2 separate regions of the Danio rerio genome follow, and region 1 is linked to region 2. Evidence: chromatin contacts called from public Hi-C data. All regions are on one chromosome and are shown on one strand. Each heading gives the region's core, a stretch centred on a gene start, on an enhancer-like site or on the middle of the called end of the contact. The rest is flanking DNA. Distances are from core to core; before and after follow the strand shown. Region 1 holds the start of xkr8.3 (XK related 8, tandem duplicate 3). Region 2 holds the start of eya3 (EYA transcriptional coactivator and phosphatase 3).

What was found. A called contact is a pair of places that touch in the nucleus more often than the background predicts.
Region 1: a contact with region 2 is called in a Hi-C map of an unstated tissue, with 4 times the contacts expected there. The contact joins the promoter of xkr8.3 here to the promoter of eya3 in region 2. A contact is called at or near these places in 2 of 18 Hi-C or Micro-C datasets (caudal fin and an unstated tissue) and 1 of 4 datasets of contacts at active chromatin or transcription factors (caudal fin).

Annotation. Positions count from the first base shown.
Region 1 is chr19:27,487,985-27,494,154 of GRCz12tu, forward strand. xkr8.3 (XK related 8, tandem duplicate 3) reads right to left here and starts at 4,919. Exons shown (of 3, transcript NM_001006014.2): 1 at 4,290-4,919; 2 at 103-290. The coding sequence starts at 4,624.
Region 2 is chr19:27,300,315-27,306,752 of GRCz12tu, forward strand. eya3 (EYA transcriptional coactivator and phosphatase 3) reads left to right here and starts at 2,459. Exons shown (of 19, transcript NM_001080052.1): 1 at 2,459-2,541.

The sequences.
Region 1 (6,170 bases), core at 3,669-6,168, 190 kb after region 2:
ATTACATAAGTAACCAATAATGGGTGCTTCATGTGGATGGCCATTCCTCGAGCTGAATGGATGTCAGCAGTTTCATAGCGAAGTGGTTGTGTGGTTACTCACACTGGACAATCCTTGCGTGGTTGTTGCGCAGCATGATGTACATCATAAGGGTGAGCTGAGGTGCGCTTTCACAAAACGTCTCAATCAGACGCAGCATGCTGAGGTCATGAGTCTGATAAACCGCATATTCAGAGCCTTCACCTCCATGACACCACACACGAAATCCCTGACAGATCGCAGATATGTGCCTGGAGAAACACAAAGTTTCAGAAGGCCTTTGAACAGGATTATTATCTTCACACAAAAAAAATGTAAAAGGGATAGTAACAATTTTCTGCCTGCAGTTTCAAGAATAATTCTTACAATTGTTGAGAAGAATTTCAAGGAGTAGTCGTACAATTCTGACATTCCTCAAAATTAAAACTTTTAATTGAACTCATTTACTGTGACATCAACTGTGATTTCTGTAAGTTTAAAGTTAAAATGAAGAAAATATTTAGTTAAAATTCTGAGGAAGCATAAAAATCATGAGAAATAAGTTGCATTTTTGAGAAAAATTCAGAAATTCAGTTTACACTGAATGCTGCTTTATAGTGGCACATGGGCATCAAGCATAGTGACATTTAGTACTCCCATGAACATATATCCTGAACTGGTGCGGAGGAGAAGATTTTGCTGAATAAAGTCATTATTTTAGTTTTTGGCATGTAAAACCAATTTTGTGGCGTCATAAAATTATGGAAGGACCACTGAAGTCACATGGAATGCTTTGTCAATGTTTTCAGTAACTTTCAGGACTTTGATTTAGGGCTGCGCAATATATCATTTTAGCATCAATATAGGAATGTGTGCATCCGCAAGTTACATTGCATGATCTGCAATGATGAATTTGCATTATATTTGAAGATTATGGATTAAATAAGATTTGAGCATTTTTACAATAAAGGAGCAAAAGTTTATCATTTACATCTGTTTTTAAGGCCTGTGGCTGTGTGTACATATCAAGAGTTTAAAGCATTTAGGCACAACAAATTGTACCATATGTAACTTTAAATAAAATTATTTCACTTAATTATTTACACAATGAAGTCTATGCAGTGCTATTTTACATTAGATATAAAATTTCTGTATCGGAATTCTTACTAAACAGAGCTGTTTAAGTAATCTGGTAAAATTGTATTCATATTGCAATTATATATCACAGAAAAACAAAACATTGCAATGTCAGATTTTTCTAATATCGTGCAGCCCTACTTTGAATGTTAAAAGTAGTCTAGGTTCACAGAGCTTTTGAAGCTCTCCAAAACTGAATGTTAACAGATTAAAAAATATGAAATGTACTGTAGTCATACCTTTTTTTAACCTACAGTATTTTTCTAAAGAGCGTCACATTGACGCAGTGGATAGCATGATCACCTCACAGCAAGAAAGTCGCTCCAAAGACACGCAGTATAGTTATTTTAAAAAAAAATTTTTATAAGAAAAAGTGACTGTTTGTTTCAGGCAATGTGTGTTTTAATTTTAGTTGTTCATAGTTGATGTTCAATAAATAATCATAGACAGTAGATAGATAGTGCGGGTTTCCTTCAATTATTTTAAAATCAAGTAATGCACCTTTCATTCAAAAATATCTCACTTGTAATATGTGAGTATATTTAATGTACTGTTAAACCTCACAATTTTACTTTAAAACCCAAATGTGGGAAAATGTATTTTTATAAAGATCAAAAATTATTGAAATTATGCACCAAAATCTGGAATAGATTATATATAAATATAGTTATACTCAAGTTACAGGTATGCAACCATTAGAACAGAAGTTCTTTCTCCCCACTAAATGAGCTAACAAGGTCTGTTGAAAAATAATGCTACACCTTTATCATTTGTCTCCTAATGACAAATCCTAATAAAATGTCATTTTGATCCTTTCTACAAAAAATAGTGGGTAAGTTAGTGAATATACATAATAATAACAATCAAATATTTATTTTTAACACTATTTATTAGGGGATGCACAGATCGATCGGTGGAAGATCGGTATCAGCCTAGAATCATATTTTATGACTTGATCGGTACTCGCCAATCTCATAAACCAATCACAGAAAGTTCTGTGTTTTTGACAATATTACAAGTTCACTAAAAGCTGACTGGAGTTTTCAGATTAAATAAACCTAACAATTTTTAGAACATGAATATTTAATAATATAACTTCTTGTAATATACTTATTGCAATAAACAGTAGTCTATATGCATATTTCCTTTTAGGAAAGAAGTATTAGATTTAAAGGTCTGCATTTTAACTTATGCATCAAACATGCTCCAAATGTTTTCTTGATTGAGACACATAGATTTTTTCTTTCATCATTTGCATTGTTTCCAAATTGCACTTTAGATTCCTACCAACTTTTATTTCTGTGTTCTGTTACTTTCTGTGGCAGCTCATTCTGCTGTGGCAACCCCTGATGAATAAGGCACTAAGCCGAAGAAAAATGAATGAATGACTTTCTGTAAAGCAAGTGACATGTTCACACCTAAATAGTTATTAAAAAATGCATTTAAGGTAATAAATTATTAACTTAGAGGGAAAATGTGTTTAATGCATTATAAAGCTTGAAGCATTAGAATCGGTACTTATTATTGGCAAACCACCATGACATGGAAACGGTACTCCGAGACCGTGCCTACTATTTATAGACACATCCCTACTATTTATATACTATTTATATTATTTCATCTGAAAAAAACTAAAGAAAATATACAGGAAATTTGAGCCTGGGAAATTTCTGTAATCTGGCTGATTTGACAAACAATGACCCGTATTGCATTTCCCAAGCATCCGGCTGTAAATGAAAGCTTGGTCTTCAATTATTACATTCATGACAGCTGAACACAGCAGCAGGCACTGTACATCAAATTCCACAAACATGCCATCACATGCTTTACTGCTTTAAAAAGCTCAATGTCATTTGAAGTGTGACTCTTCGTCATGCTGCATATGTGAGTTATTAATCAGTTTTGTCATGAGATCTACCAGTGTGAGATAAAAAGAGCAACACAAATGTTAGGAAATCAGGGGAAATGTCAACATGACTCTGCGATTAACTGGTCCTAGTAGTAGTACAACTGAAATACCACTTCCCCTTTTAAATCATTTTAGTACCTTGCAATCGTGATATGAATGATTATGGATATTGATATATGCAGTAACCATGACATCCTCATCTAACTGCAGTGCCTGAATATTGCCACAGCCACAATAATTTGCATTTACAAACGTAAAGGATTTGCATGCTTAGACTACAGATTTTTATTAAAAGGAAAGAACATCTACTCACTATTTATTATAAAAGCCACAATAAGCTTGTCTGAGTTTGTTCAGCTCTGGGTAGATTATTGCATGACCACTAGGAATTTGACATTTATGTTTACAGAAACTTTATTAATACTTATTTTTGTCTCTTTTTATAAAATGTTTAACCCTTTAACTACCCCACACACACACACACACACACACACACACACACACACACACATATATATATATATATATATATATATATATATATATATATATATATATATATAGATAGATAGATAGATAGATAGATAGATAGATAGATAGATAGATAGATAGATAGATAGATACCTGTAGATAGATAGATAGATAGATAGATAGATAGATAGATAGATAGATAGATAGATAGATAGATAGATAGATAGATAGATATAGATTTGGATTGCATTTAACTCCTAATATTGCTACTTAACACATTTAATGCATTTTTCCCCACTACATCCCATAATTTCTAAAATATCAACCTCTACAAAATTGATTTGTCGGTTTATGGTAAAAGTACCGAAATATACTATGAAAGAAAAATCATAAAATATGAAGTGTAGAACAATTAATTTTTTTAAAATATAAAAAAATTTAATACTAAATAATCTTTATTTTTTAAGTAACGTTGTGCCATAAAATATTTCTGATTATCATTTAACATGTTTTCTATTTTGTTTGTTTTTACAGTAAAACCAAAGTCAAGTGTAACGTTAGTAGTGCAATAGAATTATGTTTGATTGAATTTTTCGTAAACCAACAATGCTGTGTGTAAACCAGTATTTTAAACAGACAGTTAAATGGTTAAACAGACTTGTAAATTGAAACAGTAACTTTTAAAAATATTTCTGAGTACACATTTCAAACACAAAGGTAAATAAATCATTAGTAAACAGTTACAGAGTCTCACCTGATAAACAGTCCCAGCTGGAAAACGTGCAAAAGCAGCGAAAATGTGACTCTTTTCGCTCCACTGAACAAAACGGCATTCCCGGCGGACTCCTGACACTCGAAGTTCTCAAGTTTGCGGTCATACTGAAGCCAAAACCAGCTGAAAAGCTGAACGGTGACAGATGATACGAGCATGAAGCCCACCAAGACCCCGAACCAGATGAACTCTCCATGCACGTAAAACTCCTTCGCGACCCACAGGTCCGAGCCAACGTCAAACAGATAGGTGCACACGCCGATCACGGTGAACGCCAAATCCAGCCAGGAATATTTGGAAATATTCGCGCACTCCATGACAGGAAGAGCTCGAAACCAGAAACAGCTGACTGAAGTTCACACATTTAGCCGAGTACTGTTAGCATACCTAGGATTACCGTCAAAACTCAGAAAAGTGCTACATGTTTAAGTGTTTCAGTTAAACACTCGACTGATGTAAACGAGAAATCACCGAGCAAATAAGTCTTTTCGGAGTCATTTCAGTAGCAGCAGATAAACAATTACATTTTCTGATCCGTTAGAGCCACTTTCTTTTTGTGGCATACAACTTAAGCCACGCCCCCGACGACATCATGGACGTTGCAAGGTTGCAACTGGTTACGTCGTAAAAGATTCAATTAATTGAAAAAAACTTGGCTCTTACCTTACAAATTTTGTGTCCCCACCAAAGTTAAAGAATTACATTTAAAAGTGTTACACAATATCTACGCCACAAACGAGATTGTAACAAAATTTGATAATCCTAATTCAAATTGTGTGTTCTGTAACTCAAGTATGCAATCGATTGATCTTTTTGTCCAATGTTAAAGTGTTTTGGCCTGATTTATCCGTCTTTTTTACAACAAAATCTAAGTTTAACATTGATTTTGATTGATTGATTAAATTTATAAGCATTTTATTTATTTTATTGGGTAAATATTCTATTCACAAATGTAAATTTTCCTCATTACTTAAGTTGCATAATTTACATTGTGACTTAAATTGTTTAATTACAAAATGTTTACAGCCGAAAAAAACTTAAAACTGTGAAATTTTATAAGGACTTATAATATTCAATTTGATAGTTTGCCTCTGTAGATTATATTTATTATTATTATTATTATTATTATTATTATAAATTTTCCTAGTTTATTATTGTACTTGATGTCATCCATTGTTATGGTTAATATGATTGTGTTGTTAAAAACACATTTTAAAAAAAGGTTCTGTCATAAATACATTTGATTACAATATCCATTTTATATTATAATACACGCATATTGTTGTTGTTATTGTTATAATAATAATTAATATTATTATTGTTGTTGTACAATAATAATATTACAACAACAACAACAACAACAATAATAATAATATATTGTTATTATAATTGGCTACATACGTTACAATTGGGTAATTACATGAAATTTCTTAAATAAACTTTTATTTAGAAACTGGAGAACAGATTTTGTTTAAGATTATGAATAATACATACAAAGTCTCTCATTTACTCAGTTTTAGGAGCTAAGATAAATCGAAGTAGTTTCTAAAGTTAATGTAGTAGTATATATTATTGACCGTTAGATGGCGGTGTTTTACTGTAGTAGACCTTAATAGCTGATTGAGTTTAACCATAATAATTGTATATTTAATAATTCTAACAGCTTTAACATTGCATGAGTGTAACTTAAAGATTGTAGGCAGAATACTAACTGCTAAATGTTCATGTAGGTTAATTACATTTAGGCTTGTTCTTATAGGTCTGCAACAAGTAAGAATATAGAACTGAATAATCTTAAAAGTCTTTTTCATGTCTTTTTCATGTAAAAGTCTTTTTTCTTCTATTTCTTATTGGAACAATCTT
Region 2 (6,438 bases), core at 1,209-3,708:
CTCATACATATATGAAGGCGTCATGCAACTTGATGCATGAAAATAGTAGTTAATGCATGATTTATGTGCAGCAGTGTTCTAATAAACACAAACTAAAAACACTGGAAGACACAGCAAACCAAACAGAAAGCAATCAGAACAGAAAAAGCCATTTAAACAATAAATAGTAGCTATAAATAGTGTACTAAACAAGGAGCAGATAAAGAGAATCAATGAAATACAAGGTATCTGTGACAGTGAAAGACAATGTGAATAAAAAAACATGACAACCAAAAAAAGAATACACAGAAATAAATAATATACAATTTAGTAGTCTTGTGAATAAAAAACCTTGACAACAAAAATAATATACAGAAACAATAATATACAATATAGTAGTCTGTGAAAACTAAATGTAAACCAAAAGTAAATGTGACAGTAGCAGACGTTGTTGGGTTGCTGGTCATGGAGTTCCTGTCTGTTGTGTTAATAGCATTCATTCCTTCATTTTTTTTTACCTCAGTCTCTAATTTTTTAGAGGTCGCCACGGCAGAAAGTCAATGGGAATGTCATTTTTTTTTATATATAGCACTATTAAACACAACCAAAGGTTGACCAATGTGCTGCACAATACAAATCACACAGAGAAAGATATAAAATTATAGCTAAAACAAACAATTTTCACTGATAATTATTAGAGTAAAACAAACAATTCTCACTGATAAAATGCCAAATCAAAGAGGTAAGTTTTCAACCTAGATTTAAAAACAGTCAGAGATTATACAGATCTAATACAGAGGGGCAGAGCACTCCACAAGATAGAACCAGCTACTGCGAAAGCATGATTACCCCAGCATTTCAGCGTCGACTTAGGGATACATAATAGTCTCTAGTTTGATGACCAAAGAGACTGACTAGGCTGATGTTCAGTCAACAGGTCTGACAGGTGAGGAGCCAAACAATTTAGTGATTTAAAAAACCAAGAGAAGAATTAAGGCCGAAAACTATTCCAGCATTAGTTAACACAAAGTATGCCCTACCAGCCACAACCCATTACTGGGACACATTCATACAGACACACACACAGACACACAGACACACACACACACACACACACTCACACACTCACATTCACACTACGGCTAATTTAGTTCATTCAATTCACATATACTTGGAATGTGGGGGAACCCGGAGTAAACCCATGTGAACACGGGGAGAACATGCAAACTCCACACAGAAATGCCAACTGGCCCAGCCAGAACTCGAACAGGCAACCTTCTTTCTGTGAGGTTACAGTGGTAACCACTGAGCCACCGTGCCACTGTGTAAAAGCAAAAAGACACCAAATACATTTACATTCAAAAAGAGTTTTAAAAAATTGCAATACAGTTTGTTAGTTTTTATACAGTTTGTTGAAATCATTTGTTGGAATATTCCTGTGATGACCATCAAAGATGAAGATCTATTCTCATGTAGATCCCCAGTATGATCAAGCTTACCTTTATCCACCTAGTTAGAATTGAAAATAATCCAACATCTTAATTCAGTTTACTACTGTTCACAAAATTTTATTCTTTAATTATTCTCCCAATATTGTTAAATAATTCAACCAATATAGGCAAAATACTGGAGAAGAATATTTCTCAGCAACACTCTTCAGTTTTAAGATTTTTTTTTAGGTTTCAGATCAAACACTGCATGGAAACTGCTGTTCTAAATGTGGCAAATGATTTGTTGAGGATCGTAGATTACAAGAAATGCTATTTTAGCACATCTTGATCTGGCTTATGACCCTATGGTGGATCATGTGATCTCCTTGACCGCTTAGGTCAGTGGGGTGAGAACTAGGAATTCTGGCCTTGCGTAAAGTGGTGCAAGAAAGAACAGTTGCTGTGGTGAGTTTATTTGTCCTTGTCCTCTTTGGGATTCCTCAGGGTTCTGTTCTTGACCTAGTTTTTTTAAAGAATCCTTTGTAATGGATTGGTCAAAAACACAATGCTGTACCTCATTGTAATTATTATGTATCAATATATCCCACAATATATACCTATGTGAATAACACACAGTCATATCTACTATTGTTTTAAATAATCTTGTTATATTAAAAATATATGGCTCCACATTTTCTTCAGCTTAATGAGATGACTTAAAATTTGAAGTTGCAGTTTTTAATTGGTCAGTATTTTCAGTCACTTGACTGTCGTTTATATTAATATCTTCATAGCAATGGTAGCTACAAACCTACTAGTTATAAACGTTAATTTTAAAAAAAGTGATAAGCCATACAACAATCTCTAAGATAGATTGTCTGTAAATTTGAACAAATAATTAGTTGTGTTGCTTCACTCAGAGTACTCAGCAGCAGTCAACCATGCAGTAACGTTAATAACAAAGCATTGGCGAATGGCGAGCGCCGGTCGGATTCTGCGCTGCACATGCGCGTTCCGAACTTTTAGCGACTTCCTGCCAAATAGTTGTCCCTAACAACAAACGGCGCCCCACCGAGGGAATTTCACTTCAAGGGATCATAAAGTTTCCTCGAAAGTAGTGCTTGGTGAAATGGTAAGACTTTCTTTCCCATTCGCTTGCGGCACCCTGTGCATTTCAGCGTTTTAATGAGCAGTTTAGTATGAAATGCTAAGGTCAGCAAGCCGCGAGCTAAATAACACACGTTGGCTAACTGCTCAAACTGTGCTAAACGCTAACCCTACCCTACAACCACTGGGAAACAGTTTTCTCCTACTTCGTATTATATATATCGACGCCGTTATGTTTGTTTACAAATATGATTACATTCAATGCGTGTCTTATATTAAACCGCGTTGCTTATTTACCACCCACAGTTTTGGAGAGAAACACTGGTCGTGTCTCAAACCATACCGACCATCCTATCTAGGCAGCACTTTTTGGCGTCATATAAGCAAAACGTTGTCTTTGTGATGAAATACTACAAAAAAGGGAGTCTGAGAGCAGATGTGAGGTCCTCACCTTCACCGCTCAGCCGTCCTCCAGTATCTGAGGTTCAGTCTCCCTTTGTGATGCCTCTGCTGCTGTTTCGTTTTGATGGTAACGTTAGTGTTCTGTTCGCACGTTTTATACAGCAACTCCTGCAGTCGAGCTCCACTGACCTATATTTTTTTAATATGATGTGGATGTTTTTAAAACTAAATTAAATGGGTATTTAAATAATTGTAAATTGCGAAATGCACATGATCTCTTAATGTAAAAATATTATTTATATTATGAACATTATTTGTTTGGGTTCTAAAGATTTAAGTACATTCATCCACCCACACACAAACAGTGATACACAGTGATACACAGTGAAGGTAAATACATTTATAATGTTCATAGGTGTTAACAATTAAGTAGTATCAGTACTGGCCAAAATGTCCATCTTGGTGTAATAAATCTATACATAAAGTTTACATAATCACAAAGCTTTGACTTTAAATGAATGTGTTTGTATGAAAGCTCTAATGTTTGTTTAATGACTTCCAACAAGTCAAATGTGTTTGTTGTTGTTTTAGTGCAGGAGTGCTCAACCCTTTTCCTGGAGATCTACCTTCCTGCAGAGTTCAGCTCCAGCCCTGATAAATCACATTTAAACTAATTAGGACCCGGACTGCTTTACAGGCAGGTGTTTTTGATATGGGTTGCAACTAAAATCTGCTGAAGGTAGATCTTCGGGAAAAGGGTGGGTTTTAGAAGCGTATAGAGCTAGTGAGATTTAGTTAACCTGTCATATTTAAAGCTATGGTGCACACTTTCACTTGACTCTGTTTTTTTTTTTTTTTTTTTTTTTTTTTTGTTATACAAAAACCAAACATGCTCCAAGGTTAAAGCAAAGATCTGACTCTAACCCATATTATCTGGGGTTCAACCTAGTTCATCTGATATGGGTTCACATGAGGCAAGCTTAAAGTCGTCTAGTTATGTTTAACGTGTTTACATTTGTTTATTATTAATCTGAAATGTGTTTTTCTACAAATTAAATCAGTGCGTTTAGCTTAAGAGTTTAAAGTAACTTAAAAGAAAATAACATAAGCAAATTTGTCAAATGATATTTATGGTGTATAAATCCAAAATTAAAGAATTTGCCAAATAGTAAGTATTGCCGGTTTGCCAAACATTGACAAAATTTTGATACAGTGCAAAACTGACTAATAGTGTTTTACACTCTGCAAAATAAACATAAAGAAAATAATTTAAAAGCTGTTTTATTTGCACTATAATAGCAACATAAATAAAAAATGTACGTTGTTGAACGTTACCTTTCATGTAGTGAAAGAAAACATCCTTGGTTGCAAGTTGCGTTTGTAATTTGATGTCCCCCAAATCCATCTTTCCAACGAACATTCGCAAACTGTGCAACAACACCTCTAGAGCTGTAGTTAAGCTGCGGTAACACTGGACTTGTCTCCCCATAGACTTCCATTCATACTCATGCGAAATCGTCAAATCGGACACGCAAGGTCATGCGTCAAGTTTCGCAGGTTGCTGCGGTGCAAAGTTCAAGCTTGGTGAACTATGACCTGCAAAATCGTATCACATGACTGCATGAGACCAATCGAGGATCAAAACATGACCTCTCTGGACAGAAATTTAAAACATGGAGCAATCGCTCACTTTTTTTTATTGTCTAATAATATTGTTTAATCCCGCCCCTTTTCGCAGCACCATACGACATATTTTCGCTCACACAAACTCTAGTGTGACCGCAGCTTTAGAAGCATAGTTCTTGGCTGTGTTCTATTCCCAGTTAGTCCCTCTGCCCTATTCCTTTCAAAAGTGCAATATTTAAACTCAGAATGGTTTAAAATAATAAAAAAAGAACATTAAAGTCATCTCTCTTATTTTAATTTCCTTTTAAAGTATTTTTCTACTGTTCAGCTTGGCGATCTTCATATTGACAATTGTGCTCCCCTCTTAGTCTACTTCGAAATAATTTATGTTGTTACTGTCAGAGCCGTGGCTCATGACGAAAGGTATAGATGACATATGGTTTTAATTTATAATAGCATAAGCTATTTAATATGAAATGTATGTGAACTGTATTGGGCCTATGCTAGAACATTTCTGCAGTGGTTTGAATGTGTTAAAGTTGTAAAAGTTGGCTACTAGACTGCTTAAATAGACTACTTAAAATGATATATTTTTAATTTTTTAATACCAATTCAAATCAAAACCATTAAAGTGATGATTTATATATGAGATTAGAATACGTGTTAGCTTTTTGTAAGTGGTTTTATGTTTTAGAATAGAATATGGATTTTTCTCAATAATATTTGTAAAGGAATCATAGGCCTTGTATGTGCTGTTTACATTTATTTAAATTAACATGGAAAACAAAGACATGTTTTAACCAAAACTCATATTGGATTTTTTAAAAATGTGTCTGCGTGTTAAAATAATTTGCACAAATAAGTTACAGCGGTTTTTCTGAAGAAGTTGTTACTCCGCTCTATTTAGAGCATCATTATGGATTATAACAGCACAAACTTTTCTGTAACCGTAGTAGTGCTGTGCGTTATTTGTTTGAACTTTTAAGGTTACATGCTGACTGACTGACTGACTGACAGGTGCGTGATGCGTTAGGCCAGCAAACACGGCATATAGCCGTTACACTTTACTTCAGGACGCATTAATACCGCTCTGTAGGTCTTTTGGAGACATTCATAAATATTCCTAGCAAATCTAATAAATGTTGGAGACATACTTGTTACAAAAATGCACTAAATCACTTTTCAGCAGCGTTTGTTTGAGAGCGCACAATAAGAACTGCGCTTGGGCAGCGTATATTTGAGGGAGCATGCAAGAAGTTTTGTGCACGAGCAGAGAAAATCGGCAGACAAGATAGATTTCTTTTGCTCCCATAACTCCATGGTCAGTTTTTCTGGAATATATAATCAGATGTTTCAATAAAATGTTAACATACTTTCTATGTGAGCTTATGTTTTGAGTTTTTACTGCAAATGTTACATCTTTAACGCTGGAATTGCTCATAAACAGATTTTTCAATATAATATTAACATATACTTTCTCTGATTTATAAGTTTTGAGTTTTTACCTCAAATGCCACATCCATAATGCTGGAATTGCTCCTATATTTCTTTGTTCTAAACAAATCATTCACAGACACATGCATAACATTCAGACTTCATCTTTAAAGAACCTACTAATTCAGAGTACTACTGCCTTTGTTTTGATCAAACTTGTCAAAATCTGAGACATTTGTGTCATATATGTTAAATATGTCTAATAAATTCATTATTAACTCCTGGAACACTGCAGGAATCACAGGACCCTACTTTTATCTTTTTGTATTTCTCTGTATTTTCCATTGTTTTGTACACTATCTTTCGTTGTATTTGCAAAAAATAATAATTTCAGTTTTGACCCCCACTGACATATGGGGATGAATAAAAAGAATTTAAATTTTTAGTTGAGGTATCCTTT